Linked DNA regions of Mus musculus: region 2 is linked to region 1. A link is a contact called in public Hi-C data. All regions are on one chromosome and are shown on one strand. Each heading gives the region's core, a stretch centred on a gene start, on an enhancer-like site or on the middle of the called end of the contact. The rest is flanking DNA. Distances are from core to core; before and after follow the strand shown. Region 1 overlaps Arhgap20 (Rho GTPase activating protein 20). Region 2 has its middle 13 kb from the start of Mir6244.

What was found. A called contact is a pair of places that touch in the nucleus more often than the background predicts.
Region 2: a Hi-C map of cumulus cells shows a contact between it and region 1, with 3 times the contacts expected there. The contact joins two enhancer-like sites. A contact is called at or near these places in 8 of 484 Hi-C or Micro-C datasets (adipose-derived mesenchymal stem cells, cumulus cells, double positive thymocytes and 4 more).

The regions. Positions count from the first base shown.
Region 1 is chr9:51,796,565-51,802,468 of GRCm38.p6, reverse strand. The region is part of intron 2 of Arhgap20 (Rho GTPase activating protein 20); the gene reads right to left. Among named protein-coding and RNA genes, the nearest start is that of Gm40520, 34 kb to the right of the region's middle. Within about 2 kb of position 3,133, at least 9 of the 459 cell types and tissues checked have an H3K27ac peak or open chromatin away from gene starts, as enhancers often do. A contact at or near this core is called in granulosa cells, where this site is marked.
Region 2 is chr9:52,100,047-52,105,950 of GRCm38.p6, reverse strand. No RefSeq gene overlaps it. Among named protein-coding and RNA genes, the nearest start is that of Mir6244, 13 kb to the left of the region's middle. Within about 2 kb of position 3,305, at least 54 of the 459 cell types and tissues checked have an H3K27ac peak or open chromatin away from gene starts, as enhancers often do. A contact at or near this core is called in granulosa cells, where this site is marked.

The DNA of each region.
Region 1 (5,904 bases), core at 1,884-4,383:
CTCAGATCTGTGATGTTCAGAAGCACAGATGTGTCAGGGAGCACTGCTACAACACAGCCTTCCCACTACAAAGTTAGCCCATCTTCCCAGTGTTTGCTGGAGGTCAAGACACAGACTTGACCTTCTTCTCACTCTCCCCTCTTCATCTCTTTTTCTTTTAATAAAAACCAGACGAGTCCCAAGTTCAAAAAGAATTAGTCCATTTCAGAGCCCAGGTGCACAAACATAATCCTAAACTCAGTTTTATACAATAAACGGAAAACACATGTTTATCCAAGATGTTAGGCTGCAAACCCTGGGATAAAATCATCAGTATGACAAGAAGCTCATACTCAGAATTTAACTGAAAAAGGCCTGTAAAAGACAACGAAGGGAGTTTGCAAATTTAGTGAATTTTACTTCTTACTGCCATTATCATCTGCAAACATTACCTGAAGACAGGGTACAGATTAAGAAAAATTCAGGTAGCACTTTCATAATCAATGTATATGAAGTATACCTTATAAATAAAATAATCAAAATAACTCAGCATTAACTTTTTATAAGAGTATGACTATAGATTTCAAAGATAAATGATTAGACAATATTATGAGGAAATACAGGGCTATGTAACAGACAACTTAAAGGAGACAGAAAAAAAATCCTTAATATAACACACCACAGCTTACTGAAAAAGGAATGATAACAAATATCCTTAGTACATAAACTTAACACCATCACAGACATCCATGCCACACATACACATAAACTAGACTTGCAGACCCAAGCAGCTTCAAAGGTGAAGTCAAACATTTGAGAGAGCACTACCTTCTACACAAACTCTTCCAGAAAACGAAAGAAGGAAAGAATATTTCCCAAGTTATTCACAAAATATCAAAGTAGTATCAAAGCCAAAGACACTACAGGTAACAAAACAAGAAAAGAAAACAAACAAAATACCAGGCCAATTATCTTTTAGAAATATAGGCCGAGAGACACTAAAAAGACCCTTCAAACTGAATTCAACAATAAGTCATAAAATGGCTTCATATCATGATATATAGTAGGCTTTGCTCAAGAATATAAGGTTGCTTTCACATGAGGTCAATGTAACCTGCATAGTAACAAAAGGAAAAATTAAATGATCATTCTTATGGTGATGCTTAAAATGTATTTGATAGGACATAATATTCATCAGAATCCATTTTAGGAAGGGAAGGCAAGCTTGCTCTCTCTCCTTTACTTCTGGGGAGATACCTGCTGATACCAGTCTCTCTGCTGTACTGCAGATCCTGACTAGAGAAATCAGAATCTGAGGAAGAGACAGAGAACGTTCACATCAGAGGGAAGCAGCACAGGGTTATGTTCATGGGTGGCCCAGTCTACGTAGAGTTCCACGGAAGCCACAAAAAATTACTCAAGCTAATAAGTGAATGTAGAAATACTTTAGAATATGATCACTATAAAAAGCCAAGTACATTTCTGTATATAGAGAACACACATTCAAAAGTGAAATAAAAATGTTATTTTTTGACTACAGTACTGTCAGTGAAAAGCTGTTCCTATTGTCTCAGGCCCAGTCTTATTGGAATTGCCAATCATCAGATTAACACATTTACATAGATGATTTTAGGGCCTGAAATAACCAGAAATATGGGGGGAACCCCATAACAGTGAAGCCGAGAGACTCACACACCTAGATTTGAAAAGGTTTCAGAGCTCTTATTACTGGGATAGTGTCATTTGGGCATGAATAGTATTGAGTACAGAAGAAGGTATGTCCAGGACACAGCAAAATGACTGTGTGACCAAGAAGGAAGGGAACTGAATACGGAGAGGGTTCTTTACGTGCAATAAACTTGAATACTGACTTTCATTGTAGATCATACATAGAAATGACCCAAAGTAGACCATATTTCTAAATGTAAGCATTGCTAAAATAAGGCACAAGAGGATTATCTTGACCTTACATTTAGCCTAAAAGAAAAATAAATAGATAAAAATAAACAAATAAAAAATGTTAATAATAAAAAACCAGAATACAGCACAAGGTTTAAAAAGAAACAAGCACTAAGCTGGACTTCATTAAAATTTACAATCTGTCTCTTTCAAGGACAGTGTTGTTGGGGGAAATCACCAGCTCTATGTTTAGAGGGGAGAATTCACAGGGCATGCACTGGGGCAAAGCTTAGCATACAGGTAACTCCATGGAGATCTGAAAACAGTCTACCAGCATTGAATCATGGGTAATAATGGTTCACATCTTCACGTGATCTTAAACTGCGGCTGGAGCTAGTGGGGAACGGGATCTGTAGTATTTCAGTGGCCATCATACTGGACAGTACAAACCATGGCATTTAACACTCATGACTCAACACTCCAAACAACTCAAGAATCAAGACATGTAAACTAGCATTCTACCAGAGAAGATACAGATATTCAATAAGCTGACGAGAAGATGCTCAACACCTTTAGTAACCAGATAGATCACAACTAAACCAACAGGAGATAAAATGGCATGATACAAAGAATACTCAACATTAAAAAGCTGGACCATACCTGGTGCTGACAAGGGTACGGTACACATGTAGCTCCTGGGAATATAAAGTGGTACAGCCACTCTGGTGTTTGTTTTGTTTTGTTTCTCTCTCTCTCTCTCTCTCTCTCTCTCTCTCTCTCTCTCTCTGTGTGTGTGTGTGTGTGTGTGTGTGTATGTGTGTGTTGGAATATATTCTTGCTGGGGAAGGAAGCAAGTGGAGGTCAGAATGCAATCTTCTGGAGTTAGTTCTCTCCTTCACCATGTGGGGTCCAGGTATCAAACCCAGGTTGTCAGCCTTGGTGGCAAGTGCCTTTACCCACCAAGCTGTTTTGCAGGCCCAAGGTCAACTTCTTTGGAAAATAAATTAACAGTTTAACTTACATCTAACTCAAAATCCAGATATTACACTTGTTGATACTTTAAAATGAAAGTACTGGAATACAAGGACTTGTAAACGCTGATAGATGGATGTATGAGGCAACAATAATTGGCTGTGTGCTAGAAATGCCTCTCCTATCTACCAGCAGTTAAAAAGGGGCGAGTGAAGGCGAACCCAGACTGCCATATGACTCAGCAGTAAAGAGCAGCACCGTACTTTTATCAATGTCTCAAAATAAAAACAAAACTCTGTGACATCGCACCAATCACTGATTATCTGCATGTGGGTGGAGGAACCACGAGAGGATAGGTTCAAAGGCACGCAGCCAACCTTTGGAGGTCACGCGTCTCTTTATTATTTGACTGTGGGGTTGGCTTCATGCTTGTACAGCAAATTAAAATTCATCATGTTGCAGGTATGTGTGCTTTATTACATACAGCTATTCAACAAATCTTAGCAAAATAACAACAACAAACCCCCAATAAAGCCCAAAGAAGAACACAGCAGAGAAGAGGAGAGAGCAACAAGGCTAAAGCTCACTTCTTAGAAAACACAAACAAAACAATGCCTTTGGCTAAACAAAGACGTCGGGAAATTATCAATATTGGGAACGAAAAGGGCATAGTGACAGTTCTGGCACACTTTAAAAACATCAAGGCATATTTTGCTTCAAAAATAAAATATTATGATTAAATTGAGGGCAAGGATGAAATGGACACAATCCTCCAAAGGCAAAAACCGACTCAGAGAAACAACCAAATGCTTAAATAATTCTGCATATTAACTATTCAAGAAATTAACATACTAATTTAAGACATTTCCAGACAAGAGAACACAACGCTTAAATAACATCACTGATAAATAGTAGCATTTTCCTACACCCTCAGAAAGAGGAGATGGCTTCTTTCCTCAGTTGGGGGGGGGGGGCGCACCATCACAGGGCTAAGACTGAGTGGCTTTCTCTAAGCTGCTCCCAAATCAAGTGGCCAGAGAAAAATATGAGAGCAAGCGGGAGTGGGTGTCCACCTTTACAGCCTCACTGCAGTGATGCCAGCCACTGCATTCTGCTAAAGCCGCTGGTGCTACAGGGCAGTCCTATGCAATGGCAATGACAAAGTCAGATGAGCCAGTGACTGCCAAGAGGCAGAAGTCACCAGGGGAGGGGCACTGCAGGAACCGGCTGACAAAAACAGACTAGAGATCCTACAGAAACCAATGTTCAGCTGGAAGACTCTTATCAGCAACCAATGTCCAGCCTCATCACTGAAAGGCTCCTATGTATTTCTCAGTGGTACAGCATACACTCCGATATTTTAAGAGGTGCCCAAATGTATTAAAGGGCATGAGTTAAATAGAAACAATTTTATACATGCAGATGAAACATTTTTCATAAAACTTAAAATGTTAAAAAATGTTTGTATATACCAAGAACTCAAGAAGTTAGACTCCAGAGAACCAAATAACCCTATTAAAAATGGGGTACAGAGCTAAACAAAGAATTCTCACCTGAGGAATACCAAAGGGCTGAGAAGCACCTAAAGAAATGTTCATCATCCTTAGTCATCAGGGAAATGCAAATCAAAACAATCCTGAGATTCCACCTCACACCAGTCAGAATGGCTAAAACTCAGGTGACAGCAGATGCTGGCGTGGATGTGGAGAAAAAGGAACACTCCTCCATTGTTGGTGGTACAACCACTCTGGAAATTAGTTTGACAGTTACTCGGAAAATTGGACATAGTACTACCTGAGGACTCAGCAATACCACTCCTAGGCATATATCCAGAAGATGCTCCAACATGTAAGAAGGACACATGCTCCACTATGTTCATAGCAGCCTTATTTATAATAGCCAGAAGCTGGAAAGAACCCAGATGTCCCTCAACAGAGGAATGGATACAGAAAATGTGGTACATTTACACAATGGAGTACTATTCAGCTATTAAAAATAATGAATTCATGAAATTCTTAGGCAAATGGATGGATCTTGAGGGTATCATCCTGAGTGAGGCAACCCAATCACAAAAGAACACACATGATATACACTCACTGATAATTGGATATTACCCCAGAAGCTCAGAATACCCAAGATACAATTTGCAAAGCACATGAAACTCAAAAAGAAGGAAGACCAAAGTGTGGATACTTCTATCCTTCCTAGAAGGGGAACAAAATATCCATGGAAGGAGTTACAGAGACAAATTTTGGAGCAGAGACTGAAGGAAAGACTAATCGAAAACTGCCCCACTTGGGGATCCATCCCATAAACTACCACCAAACCCAGACACTATTGCATATGCCAACAACAGCTTGCTGACAGAAGCCTGATATAGCTGTCTTCTGAGAGGCTCTACTAGTGCCTGACTAACACAGAAGTGGATGCTCAGAGTTATCCATTAGATGGAGAACAGGGTCCCCAATGAAGGAGCTAGAGAAAGTACCCAAGGAGCTGAGGGGGTTTGCAGCCCCATAGGAGGAACAGCAATATGAACTAACCAGAACCCTCATAGTTCCCAGGGACTAAATCACTAACCAAAGACATGGTGGGACTCATGGCTCCAGCTGCATATGTAGCAGAGGATGGCCTAGTTGGTCATCAATGGGAGGAGAGGCCCTTGGTCCTGTGAAGGCTCTATGCCCCAGTGCAGGTGACTGCCAGGTCCAGGAAGTGGGAGTGGGAGTGGGAGGGTTGGTGAGCAGGGAGGATGGGGGATGGGATGGGGATGGGGATGGGGTTTTTGGAGGGGAAACCAGAAAGGGGAAATGTAAATAAAGAAAATATCTAGCAAAAAAAATGTATATATCAAATAAGAGAGATGTAAGAACCAGCCATGCCATTTCTATTCTGTATGTTACTGGGTTACTGTGTGTGTGTGAGTGTGTGTGTGTGTGTGTGTGTGTGTGTGTATGTGTGTGTATACACAGGCACGTGTTTGCACATGAGCACACACAGACATGTGTAGAGGCCAGAGGCTGATGCTGGCTCTCTTCCTCAAGTGTTCTTCTC
Region 2 (5,904 bases), core at 2,056-4,555, 300 kb before region 1:
GAAAAGCTGGATCATACAACTCACTCCTACCCTCGCTAAAAAGCCTGGCTATGCGCTTGTTTATCTGTGCACTGGGCTCTCTCTGTCTATGGCTTTATTGAGAGAAAATGGGATTCTGTCCTTAAATCACCATTTACGGGTAGACGTGCAGCCGGCATCCATTCATCTTGTGTTCTGCCCAGTCTGAAGTGAGTGTAATGCAGAACCACTTGTTTGTCCCCAAGGCCAAAGCCAAGGCCAGAAGAGGATATTGATTTGTAAGAATTACTCATGCTGGCCAAGGAATGTTCACTGGCCCCTGTTTAGCAAATGCCACCCTGCTGACTCAGCCTGGAGAACATTTGGTTCTTGCAATGTCTGAGGAGAACAATAAATACAACTCGTCCCTCCAAACAAGTGCTTCTAGGTCTCGAGTGTGGTTCCTAGGGAAGGAGCCTTGGTCTCACCCAGGAATGTGATAGCAATGGAGATGCTTGAGGCAGGGCTGTGGTCTGTCTGCTCTACCACAAAGTCCGAGAAAGGATTCCAGCAAGTTTCTTAGCAAACCTTCCAGGTGAGTCAGATGTACATTAAATGAGAGACACAGGACAAGAGCAACGAAGCAGGAGATTGCATAGGTGGGGGTGAGAATTACAGTGCACCTGGCAGAAGCTCCTTGCTGGAGAATGCAGATCTAGCTGGGGTAGCTCAACCTCCTGTCTACCACTGAATTCCAAAAAGGCAGACCCCCCCCCTCCAAGTGGGGGAAACTAGACTTTCTGCAGACAGCCAGCTCCCCCAAAAGAAAACATGAGAAACAGTGTTGTCCACAAACTCTGCAGTCAACGCCTGCATCTTCCCGGGAAGGAATGCAGAATGCATCTTGAGCCAGGGCCAGAGTGCTCATCTTATGTACGGGTTCTCTGGGGAGGAGGGAAACCTCCCTAGCCATGTGTTCCTTCAGGGAGCATGTGAGGATGTTGGCACCTGGAAGATGTTGTCTTCTCTCTCTCCCATGGCAACACTGTGGGCTTTGGGGTTCTGAGCCATCAACTTCCAGTCCATCTGTCCAGTGATATGAGAAGAGTCATAAAAGCAGCGTGGGCAGAGGGCCTGCTGTGTTATGCCTCTGTGTAGGGTGCTGGGCTTGGTGAGCACTGAACACAACACTCTTAATCCTCCTGCCTCGGTGGCCTATCTGTGCTGTCCAGTCACCTTCTGTTTAATAGTAAAAGCCGGTGACTTCTTTCCCTTTTCCAAGACATATTACAAACAGAAATTAGGTGTAGAAATGGAGGTATATGGTTCATTCCTTCATTTCAAACACCCTAGTCTACAGCAGAAGAGTAAGGTCCCTGGCTGGAGCAACTGCTTCAAGGTTCAAGCCCCGATCCCCACTAATTTACAGCAGATCACACACTGCAGCTCCAGGCTTCTCACCTGCTGAGGAAATCGTTAAGCCTCCTCAGCCTCTGCTTCCAGGCAGTCTCCCAAAGCACTACCCATCCCCTACCGCAGCATATCGTTTCCAGTGGCTTCTGCCTGTGTCAGTCACTAGCCCCAGCCAGGAAGGATCTGTCCAGAAAAGCAGCATTGGTTGTGGCTGGCAGGCTCTCTCTTGAGCAGAAGACTGGAGTCTCTGGAGGGTCTGCTAAGAAATGGAATTAAGAGTGGCGTTGATACAGCATGGCCGTGGTCAGTAGCTCACAGCCTAATGAGTCCGACGGGCTTCTGGTCCTTATTTATTTATTTATTTATTTATATACACAAAAAGTGGCCTTCCCAGTACTCCCAAACCCTCCCTCACCACAGTATGTTCCAATCTAGTTGTTTGCCAATTTCTGTGTGTGGCCAAGGAGAGGCCTACTGAGAAATTCGATAAGCTATCACCACTACAGCAAAGCACATGATTATCTTTTAAGTTATAAAAAATGCTGATATCAAAGGTCTTTAAGTGCAAGAGAGGACAGTGTGAATAAACACTCCTCGATAGTAGATAAACAGTGCTGTTGATAAAGGGCTGTCTGATCATGTGCCCTCTGTATAGCTCTCATACCCTGAAAACCTCTCTGATCAATGAAAAAAACATCTATTGTGACAGAGCTTGTATGTATTTTTATGAAAACTCTTTAAAGTTTACCTCTGTGCCTGGCAAGTACCTGACACATTCTTTGCAGGCACAACACTTTCCTAAGGTGACAGTTTGCAATGTGACTCAGCTACCTGAACAGTCACCCTAATGTCAGACTGCTGAGTCACATTGCAAACTGTCACCCAATGCTTCAGTCCTCGTACATTCAAACCTCCCTCAGCCAGGCCGGGTGCCACTGCATGAATTACTAATGCCGCCTCACATCCCAGCTCTGCCCTGAGCCCTCCTCACCCTTCTCCAAACCCTGACCTGCGTCATCTTAATAACACTTAGTGCAACTGGAGAAGACAAGAAACTGAGACAAAGCAAGGAGGTCCTAGTGGTCGAGAGGACCTGTTAGCGAGGGTTATAGCCACTGCCTGCCACGGGGTGCAGAGAGAACTGCAAACCCAGGCTCCAGATGACATTAGAATATATTTATTGCTATATGTATATACAATTATACAAACAGCCCAGATGGGAGCCGTATGTCACATCGATTTCTGCAGATTCCACAGGAATACACATGGAAGGGGGTTCACGCCACCAAGTTTGTTCTCTAAGTCGCATACATTTTTTTAAAAAAAGAAAGTTGTAAAGTCTTGAAAATTCTTCCCATATAGTCCATCTTATGAGCTAATTAATCATGCAGAAAAAGGTGTTGGGGGAGGGGCAGCCCAGGGGCTTTCCAGAGGCTTATGCCTGCCAGCATGTTCGAGAAAGTGGTATCTCAAAGCCAAGCTTAGCAGATGTTGACTCAGGACTACAGGGCTGCAGACATCCCAAGTCCCGGTCCATCTCCTGAGGTCTGACTCTAGGAAAGGCAGTGAAGAAGTACAGGAAGGCAGGAGCAGGAAGAGCGAAACCCATAACAAACAGGCGAGGGAAGAAGCATCAGCAAGCGCCCTGGTTGATGAAGATAGCAGAGTGTGTGTGTGTTCAAGACTCAGGGCTGTCTCAGTCCATCTTAGTCTAAAGCCCACCGTGGGTCAGCCACCTGGGACCTGCACAGAAAGAGGACAGGACAGTCAGGGAGAAAGAAGAAACTTCAACTTAAATAGTACCAGGACGGGTTGCCAAGGGCACGGCCTTGAGAGTTCTTGTTTAGCACTCTGGAAATGTTCAGGGGCTGTGCAGGGGGGTGGAACGCAGCTGAGAAGAGGCCAGGGGGCACAGGCTGCTCTCTGACTCAGCTGGGCCTCAGCTGGGCTGGAACTGTTCAGGGCCTCAAAAGAAATCAACCACAGGCTTGGGGACATTCTGGCCCCAGAATCACGTGATGGAAGTGAAGTCACAGTCACAGGCATTTCTGCTATGAAGGAGAGGGTAGGGAGGAGAACCCGAGGAGTGGGCACATCTGCTGACACTAGCTCCGTGCGGCACACACCTCAGGTCACTTCCTACTTCAAGGACCCCACCCAGAGAGACCTTGTGCAGAGAACCTAAGGCCTGAATGTTGAGAACGAGAAGCTGTGTGATCCACACTGACGCACTGAGCCAGCAGCCCCATCAGTCACATGGCTATAATCTGGTCCTGAGACTGTAGGGGGCTCCATCACTCAGCAAAGCAGCCAGCTGGTTTCTGTTTTGTGGCTATGGATGTCACCTGTAAATTCTTGCCAACAGAATCCCACAGGCAGGCTGGATGCCAGTTTTGGAGGGAAGCCCTAAAGATGGAAGAGCCGAGGCTAAAGGGACAACTGAGTCCTGTTCCACTAACAACAGACTGCGGAGGCCGCAGCCCTTCCAACTATATGACATTTCAGCCTGAAAGGCGGCAACTGCCAGCTCCCTCGGTCCCTTCATGAATTCATCTCTGGATAATTCAAAACCTGTCACTTGAGCCTGGTGGCTCTGGTGAGTCACACAGACACCTTTTCTCTTCTTTTGACAACAATAGCTTGGTGACAGCCTCCCTCAAAGGCATCACCTTGAAGGGCACATTCTCAGCAGGTGAAAGTCACTGAGACAGTAGCAGGGCAGCCAGCCTATTCTAATCTGGGGTTTTTACCAATCAAACAAAATAGGGTAAATGAATTTCTGTACTGGAAAAAAAAGTTGCAGAGAATGGTGTCTGTAGCAATCCATGAATGCTAAGGATGTGTTTCCAGCAGAGATTTTTGTTCAAATAGCAGGAATAAGAACAGCCAAATTCTATGAATTAACGGTAGGCCACACCCATTTCTGAATGAGTGAAAGCAGACGCAGATGGGGGTCCTGCAGCCTTCAAGTTAACTTTCCAACTATGACAGTTTCAGTGGCGTCAAGAAGGGTCTGGGATGGCCATCACAGGGAAGAGAGGCCCCTTGGTCTTGCAAACTTTATATGCCCCAGTACAGGGGAATGCCAGGGCCAAGAAGTGGGAACGGGTGGGTATGAGGGGGGGGGAGGGTATGGGGGACTTTTGAGATAGCATTTGAAATGTATATAAAGAAAATATCTAATAAAAATTAATTAATTAATTAAAAAAGGAAGTGTCTGGGAGTCTAGTGTGACTTGCACCTCACTTCATAGAATCTAAAACTCGAGGCTAAAGAAGTCATTTCTAAACGTCCTCCCCTCGTAAGTGGAGGTAATACCCGTTCCTTCACATGACAGAACTGTAAAGGACACGCTGCCATGACGGAGCCTACGCCATGTCTTCAAGCATCGCTGCATGTATGTCCATGTATAACCAGGTGGGGAAATGTTTTGAAAACTCTCCCAGAACATTTGGGAGACCTCAACCCGCACCCTTCAGTCTCTAAGAGGAACTGAAGTGCTGCGGTTTCATTTAGAACTAAGGAATTTTCTAACCATCTGTCATCATGGTGAGCACGTTAAAGTGATTTTTAAATACAGCCAGACTGAGGGAGGCACACAATAACTTTATTAATAAAGCTTATGAACCAGTTCTTTGACCTTCTCACTCAGCACGCATGTACAACACAGCTGGATGACTTTCTTACCCTGGGAAATCGGAAGTGTCCCGTGCGAGGGAGCACTCTTAATACCCCTTTCTCACGAATCCAGAGAGTCTTCCAAAATACAACAAGAGACCATCCTAGCTAAAATAGCACTTACAATAATCACTTGACCATAGTCACGGATAAAAATCTCACTTTCATAAACTCGAGCTGACAGCGGAGTGATTTATCGGAGGATGGTGTCCTTGACTGGTGAAGAGCCTGGCGGACGCGGACTATCAAGAAGGTCAAGATGACGCAGGACGGGACGCTATAGCACGGGCTGGCTCAGCTCCTTCAGCTTGACCGCAACTAAAGGCTCTGGTCAGCAGGTGAGCAGACATCGGTTCTAGGGGTCCCCCCCCTCCAGGATCTGTGCATGTCTCCTGGGAGCATGGGATCATGCCAGCAGCAGCTGCCAGCTTTGCTTACCTCATGAGGAGGGAGGTGCCATCCCGTTACATCTGCTTTATGCTGCTTTGGCAAGAACGCATCTGGAACAGTGCATACAGTTTGGGTCCCCACCTTTTGAAAGAGACATCAAGAGGTTAGGAAATTGGAGTGCAGAGGGGCACATGGGTAAGCGAGGTGGGGCGAGGGCAGCATGCTCAGAGGTTTCAAAGCTAGGGGGTTTGGGGGTGGGGCTTGGCGGGACTCAGCTGCTAACCTGATACCCTTTCTATCTCTTCTTAAAGTTCACCTTTGAAACTCTCCTAGTCGACCGTGGAAGTAAGAACAGCTGAGGCAGGTGCTAGAGGGTTCTCTAAGAACCGCAGCAACCATGCACAGGCTGATTGGTTTTACAACCATCATGGCTCTAAAGCCATACACATCAGAACTTTCAACAGT